Linked DNA regions of Mus musculus: all the other regions are linked to region 2. Evidence: chromatin contacts called from public Micro-C and promoter capture Hi-C data. All regions are on one chromosome and are shown on one strand. The core of a region is the stretch at or near the end of the contact, and the rest is flanking DNA. Distances in the headings are between cores, read along the strand shown.

What was found. Promoter capture Hi-C pulls out the DNA fragments that hold promoters and counts their contacts. Hi-C and Micro-C count contacts between places; a contact is called where the count stands out from the background.
Region 1: a Micro-C map of embryonic stem cells shows a contact between it and region 2, with 3 times the contacts expected there. The contact joins the promoter of Phlda2 here to the promoter of Dusp8 in region 2. A contact is called at or near these places in 5 of 39 promoter capture datasets (the 3T3-L1 cell line, the C10 cell line, hippocampal neurons and 2 more) and 1 of 484 Hi-C or Micro-C datasets (embryonic stem cells).
Region 3: a promoter capture Hi-C map of liver shows a contact between it and region 2, with 4 times the contacts expected there. The contact joins the enhancer-like site here to the promoter of Dusp8 in region 2. A contact is called at or near these places in 3 of 39 promoter capture datasets (liver and pre-B cells) and 1 of 115 datasets of contacts at active chromatin or transcription factors (astrocytes).

What each region holds. Positions count from the first base shown.
Region 1 is chr7:143,500,903-143,503,919 of GRCm38.p6, forward strand. It overlaps Phlda2 (pleckstrin homology like domain, family A, member 2), which reads right to left and starts at 1,622. Exons shown (of 2, transcript NM_009434.2): 1 at 1,155-1,622; 2 at 646-914. The coding sequence starts at 1,588. The coding sequence ends at 914.
Region 2 is chr7:142,093,964-142,096,663 of GRCm38.p6, forward strand. Dusp8 (dual specificity phosphatase 8) reads right to left here and starts at 1,321. Exons shown (of 7, transcript NM_008748.3): 1 at 960-1,321. Gm32786 (a long non-coding RNA gene) reads left to right here and starts at 203. Exons shown (of 7, transcript XR_870057.3): 1 at 203-376; 2 at 1,714-2,115.
Region 3 is chr7:140,826,866-140,829,825 of GRCm38.p6, forward strand. No RefSeq gene overlaps it. Among named protein-coding and RNA genes, the nearest start is that of Zfp941, 6.2 kb to the left of the region's middle. Within about 2 kb of position 1,391, at least 63 of the 459 cell types and tissues checked have an H3K27ac peak or open chromatin away from gene starts, as enhancers often do. A contact at or near this core is called in liver, where this site is marked.

The sequences.
Region 1 (3,017 bases), core at 372-2,871, 1.4 Mb after region 2:
CTGGGCCCTGGACAGGAGGGCTGTCTCAAACCACTGTGGTCCAGTGATGGAGGTTGTCAATGAGTAAACAATCAATGGGCCTTTGAATTCACTGCTGGACACACGGTATGTGGGTGGGAGGGGACAATGAGGGCAGCCACCCTAGTGAACAGAGCAACCTCTCAGATGTCCAGGAGGTGCTAACTAGTGAGTGAACTCTGAGCAATCCCCGCCACCAGCAGTATCCTTTCAAGCCACACCCAGGAGCAAAAGGTGGCCAAACCACACCCAGACCTACTTCCTGACCTGGCAAGGCTCTGAGCCCCACTGGCAGATGACAGTTCATTCAAAGGCACTTTTTTTTTCCTTCAAGATTTATTTATTATATGTAAGTACACTGAAGCTGTCTTCAGACACACCAGAAGAGGGCATCCAATCTCACTACAGATGGTTGGTTATGAGCCACCATGTGGTTGCTGGGGTTTGAACTCAGGGCCTCTGGAAGAGCAGTCAGTGCTCTTAACCGCTGAGCCATTTCTCCAGCCCTCAAAGGCACTTTGAATGGTTCCCGGGATGTGGAGAGGGAATAACACCAGATAGGAGACCCTTTCACTCCCACCCTTCCACACATTCGCCCCAGCAGGAACTACACAGACCACACAGTTGTTAAAAAAAGAAAAGTGACATTGTTTATTTGGAATGAAAATATGGTATAAAAAATATTAACACGGAATGGTGGGTTGGAAGCAGGTAACCAATATAAATACGGTCCAATAAGTTAGCGCACCCGCACAGCGGGGCAAGGCTCAGCAAGCACGGGAATATCTTCGGTGAAGAGCAGCGGCGGCGTCACCCGGGGCATCCCCTGGGCTCCTGGGCTCCTGTCTGATGCGGCAGCGTGGGCTGGTTCCCGGCTCAACTGGTCCCGTGCGTTTCTGTAGGGAGAAGACTGAGTCAGGAGCTGCCCGGGTGCAGCTTTTAAGTCTCCAGGTGGGCCGAGCAGCTCCTGCCATGCGTTCCAGGTCCCCTCTCCAAAGGGTTTTCAAAGACGTAGGATTCCCCCCTCCCCCTCCCCGTGGCTTTTAAAATCGAAGTTTTCCCCACTGGGAGGCATGACCCCCATTCACTTTCCCCATGCCCCGTACTCCGACGCCGTGGACAAGTTTGTTACTCACCACGGACCCAGAGCGCTCTGCTCTCCCGGCTCGGAAGGCATTTCAGACTCAGAGCGCTGATACCGGTAGCGGGGAAAGTCTTGCAGCGCCCGACGGTTCTGGAAGTCGATCAGCGCCATGGTGATGGCCGCGTTCCAGCAGCTCTCCACCGTGCAGCGGAAGTCGATCTCCTTGTAATAGTTGGTGACGATGGTGAAGTACACGTACTTAGAGGTGTGCTCCACGCAGTCCACCTTGAGGATGGAGTGGAAAAACAGCTCCTTGGCGGGGCTGGTTTTCCCGGAGAAGAGGCGCAGGCGGTCGGCGGTGAGCACGCAGCGCTTCTTCTTCCATACCTGGAACAGGCTGTCGCTTCGCTTCTCCAGCTCGCCCTCGCAAAGGATCTCGTCGGAGGTCTTCACGGTTTTCGAAGACATCACGATTTTCGAAGCCATTTCGAAAGGTTGCACCAAATGCGCTCGCTCTGCTGCGGGCCGCGGCCGCGGCGTGGTCTTTATAAGGACTCCGCCCCGCAGCCCAGACACGCCCCGGAGTCGGGCACTCTCAATCCCAAGCAGGCTCTCGGAGCTGCCCCCCACCAACCGCCCCAGGCTGCCCCTTACCCATTGCTTGAAGCTACCGCTTATCGGAGGACGGAGGGTGGGGGGCGAGAACTGATTGGCGCCTCTCTGACGGGAGCCCCGAGCCTTCCCTCCAGCCCCAACGTCCCAGCTGCCAGGTGGAGTGACTTGTGGTCCCCTCCCCGCCCAGGCTCCGGCCCTGCCTGCAGAGGAATGCACCTCAGCGGTCCCTGCCCCTCGTGACTCACGGGCCGGGAAGACCTGGGAAGCGCCCGACCCCTAGACTGAACTACCGCGCTCAGAATCCCACTCACGGGGAGACCGAACACGCGGGTCGTGGACTCACGGGTTCTTTCCAAGCCCTGGCCACCGTCTCCTCCCACCTTGGGCGAGCATCCAAAGGCCACCCACTAGACTTTCTTGGGAAGTAGCCCTGCCCCAACAGGCTTTATCACCCAAGTTGCTCCCCAAAGTTGTACCTCGAAATTATCTCAGTTTCTTTTCCCTTCTGTAAAATGGGACAATGACCTTTTAGTAAGTTAGACAGTGAAGAAGTGGAGGAGGAACAGCACCCTGCAGTGCTCAGCCACGTGAAGAGAAAGGCCTGCCTCTTTCCCGTGTGCCCCAATCTAGGCTACAGACACCTCGGGCTGCGACTGTACAACCTCGACGTGCTGGAAACTCACGATGGGGGCGGGGGGGGGGGACGGGAGCTAGCAAAGCTAGCTTGGGGAATGAGGGGACCGACCTAAGGGCTAGGGGCGGCGGGGGCGGCGGGGGCGGCGGGGGCGGCGGGGGCGGCTGAGTCATCGCCTTTCAGTGCAAGATTTTATTTACCCTCTGCCTTTAAAGGTTTAATAGTAGTAGGAAGCAGACGCAGCTCCTCCAGGGTTCCCAGGGATGGGGGAGGGACTGGCCTAGGGACCCCAGGAGTCCCCTGCTATGGTGGGATGGGGGCAGGGGTGCTGGGGTGGGATGGAGGACAGAGGCGCTACAAGGAAACCCTCAGCCCCACCCCTTCCCCCTACCCCCACCCCTTCTCCCACCTCCACCCCTTCCCCCATCCCCACCGCCACCTCCACCCCTGGCTGTTGGAAAACCAGACACCATGCTTCTAGGTGGACTGGCTCCCAGTGAAAACACAGGTTCCTCCATTTAAACAATTGAGACAGCCTAAAACTCCAGTTCGGTGGCCTAGTGTTGTTCTAAGGCAGGTTTATACCACAATAAGGAGGCTGAGGCAGGAAGGACCAATCTAGCTCAGTCTGGGTTTTACAGTGAGCCCGAGAGTAACCAAAGCCGC
Region 2 (2,700 bases), core at 71-2,570:
TAAGCTACCCTCACCCACCCAGCTACCCTAGGGGCAAGTAAATGTGAGGCTGGGTCTACAGGTCACTGGATTTCCATTCTGAATTCATTCATACTGTGAAAGAAGCCGTGCCCCTGACCCGAAGCACCTCCACCCCCACCCCATACTGCACAACAGAGCATTGCAGATGCCACACTGGTCCCCCACCCCCATCACTGCACCATCAAGGCCCCCAATCTATCTGCTGCAGGCGCAGCACACCCTGTCAACAAGGAGTCAGAGGCCAATTTATTCCAAGAGGTCTGATCTAGTGGAAGCTGAGCCTGTTCTTGCTCCTCCACCTGCAAGGTTTGGCACAAGGGTACCAGCAGCATCTGACTGGCCGCTCCCTCCCAAGGTAGGCAGAGAGGCCAGGGAGACAGGCTGCAGGAGGCAGCCGTGCCGGCCCCTCCCCCAGCATCGCGCCTACAGCCTCTGCGTCGGGTAAGGATGTTCTTTATCCGCAGAGGCGAGTGGAGCACCATGAAGTGGGGGTGACGGGACAGCCATGCGAGTCGAAGAGTGGGGGGGGGTCCTATAGCTTCCTCTCCAGATAAGGAGCCTACCGCAGGCCGGAGCCGACCCTCTGGCGTCGGAGGTTTCGCATCCCCCTGCCCGCTGCAGCCGCGGACGACCTTCTCCAAATCTGGCTGCCAGCGGGGGCGCTTCGCAGGGACTCTCACCGATCTGTGCTGGATCTCAGCCCTCCCCCGCGAATCCCTAGGTCTCTTATATATATCCCTCCAGATAAGAAGGAATATGCCGAGAAAGACAGCGCACTGCAGGCGCGGATCTGCAGCGCGCGCCGCTCGCGGGGCAGAGCCATTTATTCTCGGTGCTCCAAAGAGCTTCTTCCTTCAGGGCACACAACCGCAAAAACCTCCGCACGTCCTGGGCCCACACCCGGCTTAGGACTCGACCGCTGTCAGCGCCTGGCTCACCTGGCTCTCGCTTGCCCTGGGGTTGCCCCCAACGCCGGTGCCGCGCTCAGGGCGCCCGCTCCGTTCCGCCACCCATGGGCCCGTCGGGGGCCCGCGTAGCCGGGGCAAGGGCCGGAGAGGCGCGCGGGGCGCGTCGCCGCCGCCGCCGCCGTCGTCGCCGCCACCGCGGGGAGCGCTCGCTCGGGACGGAGCGCGCGTACTGCGGTCGGGCACGCGCGCTCACGGCGCGCATCCCAGCCCGCGACTTGGCGGGCGCGGCCGGCAGCTCCGGCCCGGCTCAGCGTCCGGCGTCCGGCGTCCGGGTGGGGCGGGGGTCCGCGGAGCCGGCTCGGCCACCGCGGGAGCCGCGAGTGACAGGCCCGGGGCGGAGGGCGGGGCTGCCGGTGGGGATGAGGTCATGCCGAGCGAAAAAGCCCCTGACGTCACCTGCAGCCAATCAGAGTGAGCCGCTCGGGGGCAGGTGACGTCAGCGGAGCGGGCGCTGGGTGCGGAGCCCTGGCGGCGGCCGTGGGTCTCTCTGCCACCGCCCTCCGTCCCCCGCGCCCCAAGCTTCTCGGGCATCGGTTCTTAAAGGGGCCACGCACGCCGCAGCTCCCCACCTCCAGGAAGCCTTCCCAGCTCAGGGCTCCTGGTATCCCCAAGAACCCTCTGCCTCGCGGCACTCTAACCAGCGTCTACTGTCCTAGTATGCAAGGGTCTCCCTCTCTCGGCCCGCCTGGACTGAACCTGTCACGGATTTCTCTCCTTCCCTTAGCCTTTGTTCGCGAGAGGACGCCCTCCCAGAGTGCGCCTCCCCTGCCCCAGTGCGGCCCAGGGAAAAGGGTCATGGAGAGCTGCGGCCGCAAAGGGCCTTACCTGCAGCATCCGCGTTTGTCCTCTCCACGACCCCTGGAGGTGGAAGTCCAGCTCTACACTTTGCAGAAGAAGCTCCTAGGCGATGTGGTTTGCCTCAGGTCACTCATCCCGGGAAATCAGGGGGCGGGGCTCCAGACCCACCGGTGTGCTCCCCAGGGCGGCGCTGCCCCCCTACCTATGACATCCAGTTCTTGACAGCTTCCAATGAAAAGCCGCTTGGAAACGACCTCTACTCCCACCCGGACATCTCCCCTGCCCGCTGGGGACTGTCGGCTCCATCCCACTGTGTGAACACAACCACGTGAGCACTCAAAAAACATGGGTAATTACAACTAGGGCAGAAATACACAGGGGTCAGGCAGGTCTCAGAGGAAGGGGAGTCTTGTGCCAAAGTGGTCCACCTGCAAACATAAGCCACGTTTCCCTTAGTTTTCCCTCCTCCTCGGGAACAGGTTGGCAGAAAATTCTTTATTGTATGCCAGGCTGGTCTCAGCCTTCTGAGTGATGAGATTACTAGCACCCACCATGATGCCAGACCTTCTCAGATACTTCAAAAACGTGGCCCTGACTAGGTGGACAGTGAGGTGACCAGATAATATGAGTCTCGTGGGGGGTGGGAGGGGGGTGGAGTGTCCTGAACTTTCCCTGGAAGTCCAGCCTCTCACTCGATGAAGGGCAGAGTTTAGGAGATGGCTGGTTGAAGGAAGGGTCACAGAGAGTGAAGCAGGCACAAAGGAAGGAGCACTCCTTTGCTAGTATAGATTGTGTGAAGAATACTGCAGACCACACTAGGTGCTGGGCAAGGCTCTGCAGGGACCTTCTCCTTTACCCTACTGTATCCAGCTTGGCTTGGTTCATTATGAGTGTTTAGAACCGGCTTGCAGAA
Region 3 (2,960 bases), core at 141-2,640, 1.3 Mb before region 2:
AACCTTCTAAACCTTGCCCCTAGAGACTCATGGACATTTCATTACGCAAAAAAATGCAATCAGTACAACTTCAAATGTCCTCATAGTCTTCAATAATTCCAAAACTGTTAGGGCTGCCCCTCACCAAGTTGGTTGTAGGAAGACCCATACCTCTCCTACGGCTCCTAAGATCAAATCCCCCTCAGTCTTGTCCACAGCTCTCCCTTTCCTCTCTAGCCCATGCTCAATGGATAACAAAGGCCTCTTCCAACAATCCTTCCCCCAATTCATTCCAGTTACCCAGCCTTCAACACTAGCAGGCATTGCCTGTGAACACACCATCTGAACAGGCCAGGGAAACAGCAACACGTAGCTATCACACTCCCTAAAACTCCAGAGAGGAAACAGAAACCAAAGAACAAAACACCCACCCAAAAAGACAAATCCAGAGATCAGCACCTAGATCTTTAATCATCCCAAGCCCAGGAAAAAGAACACAATCAACAACAATCAGGGCCATATGTCACCACTAAAAGCCAGCTATCCCGCCTCAGCAGGCCCTGAAAACTCCAACATATCTGAAGCACAGAGAATGACTTTAAAACACGCTTTATGGTTTCCAGCTCATTCCCAGTCCTCCCACTCCTCCCCACACCTGATCGCTATCCCCATTCCCCCTCCTCACCTGCTCTCCCACCCAGTTCCCTCCCTCCGTTCACCCCAACCCTACATGAAGAACTACAGGCAACTGAGGAAAGCTAGAAGTGGGAGAGGAGGTCTTCCCCAGGGAACAGCATGTCAGTTGGTTGCTTAGTGCCTAATGGTTGAGCCCTGAAAACATACACACAACATTAGACATACTGAATATATTACACTTAGAAAAAATATACATATACATACATACATATATATATATGTATATATATATATACACACACACACACACACACACACACACACATTTGTGCGTGCAATAACAATTCATGGGAGAAGCAGCCATAGATTTGGAGAGTTGGGAAGGGTGTATGGGAGGGTTGGAGAGAGAGAGAGAGAGAGAGAGAGAGGGAGAGAGAGAGAGAGAGAGAGAGAGAAAGGGAAATGTAATTATATTGTGATCTCAAAAGTGTTAAAAGTTAAAAAAAAATACCAATTAAAAAATTTTAAATGATGGGCTATCCATTTAAGAAACTAGGGATATATTAGGAATGCTGTCCAGTTTCCCATGGGAGGAAATGCTACGGTAAGAGAATATGAGAAGGTTCTTTGGGGAAATACATATGGATGTTAAGGAGCAGAGTCCTGACATTGGCCCTTTTCAAGGGTTAATAATTCACCTTAAGTTGTCAGAGGATGGATGGTGAAAGGGGGCGTGGCTGGGAAAAGGATGACTAGGCAGAGAGTGTGGTGATCCAGTGAGGCAAACCCTTGCATAATCTCCTCCTTGAGAGTGGGTGTACTTCTAACCATGAGAACACGGCACGATGTTACTTCTGGGCTGACGTTATATAAGATTGTCTCATCTGAAGCCCAAGATCCTCCTGCCAGGAGAACCAAGCACCAGTACCATTGACTCCCTCCCTGTGGAGGGAGCCATGGGCAAGAGCCAAGGACACTCTCCAGCCGGCCAACCAGAAAAGAGAAAGCTTCCATCTGACACCCACAAGGAAATGAATCCTGCCAACAAACTGGGGAGTAGAATAAGGTAGAAAATACCGAAGTATAGATACCGTTTGTAGAATTATGTGGTGATTTACTTAAAGCTCTGCTTATGCTGCCTATTTGCAAAGCATGATTTCACTTGCTACCTGGAACAAAATGACCTGGAGACAGAGCAAAAACACTGCATCTCTGCCATGAATAAACAGCCTGCTGACTGCCACACAGGCTTCTGTGAAATCTTGCTTGCTTGCCTACCCCACCTTGTGGTCTTAGAGTATAAAGCAGGAATAAGACTAGACCTGTCAACGCTCCTCAAGAGCTGTCCTGGCTTCCCTGTGCTGATGACAATCCCTCAGTTCCACTCTCTTGGGTATCAGGTTACTTATCAAGAAAGACTCCTGCAACACCTGAGCAAGCTTGGTGGCAGACCCTCCCTGGAAGTCTCTGTATGAGAACGTGTCTTTGTGGGGCTGGACAAGTGGCTCAGCGGTTAAAAACACTGACTGCTCCTCTGAAAGTTCTGAGTTCAAATGCTAGCAACCACATGGTGGCTCACAACCATCCACAATGAGATCTGACACCCTCCGCTAGTGTGTCTGAAGACAGCTACAGTATACTTACATATAATAATAAATAAATCCTTTCTTAAAAGAGCACAGTAAAAAAAATTTAAAAAACAAACATTTAAGAAAGAGGGGGAGAGAATGTGTCTTTGTGAGACCCTGGAGCAGAGATCTATCCAAGCTGGGCTCCTGGGTTTCCTGAAATGCAGAGAGACACATACTGTGTAATGGCAAAGTATAGAGAAACTTGCTCTGCAGTAATAGAAAACCAATACTGACAGTTACATAGACAAATACAAAGTAATGTTAGCTCAAGCGCCCACTGAAGTATAGGTTCTGGTTTTGTATGTTTGAATTTTAGTTTCAATTTGGAAAAATGGAAAAGGTCCAGATATCTGTATTTTACTTTTTGGTTTTGTGGGGTTTTTTAAAGTTTTATTTATTTTTTATGTGTGTGAGTACACCATCACTGTCTTCAGACACACCAGAAGAGGGCATCAGATCACATTGCTGTGGTTGTGAGTCACCATGTGGTTGCTGGGAATTGAACTCAGGACCTCTGAAAGAGCAATCAGTGCTCTTAACCACTGAGCCATCTCTCCAGCCCCCTTGTACTTGTGTGTGTGTGTGTGTGTGTGTGTGTGTGTGTGTGTGTGTGTGTGTGTGTGTGTGTTTTGAGGTTTTTCCAAACTTTGCTCTTGTTAGCCAAGTGCTCTACTATAGTTTTGATTCCCTAGCCCTTTGATAATTAAACCACAA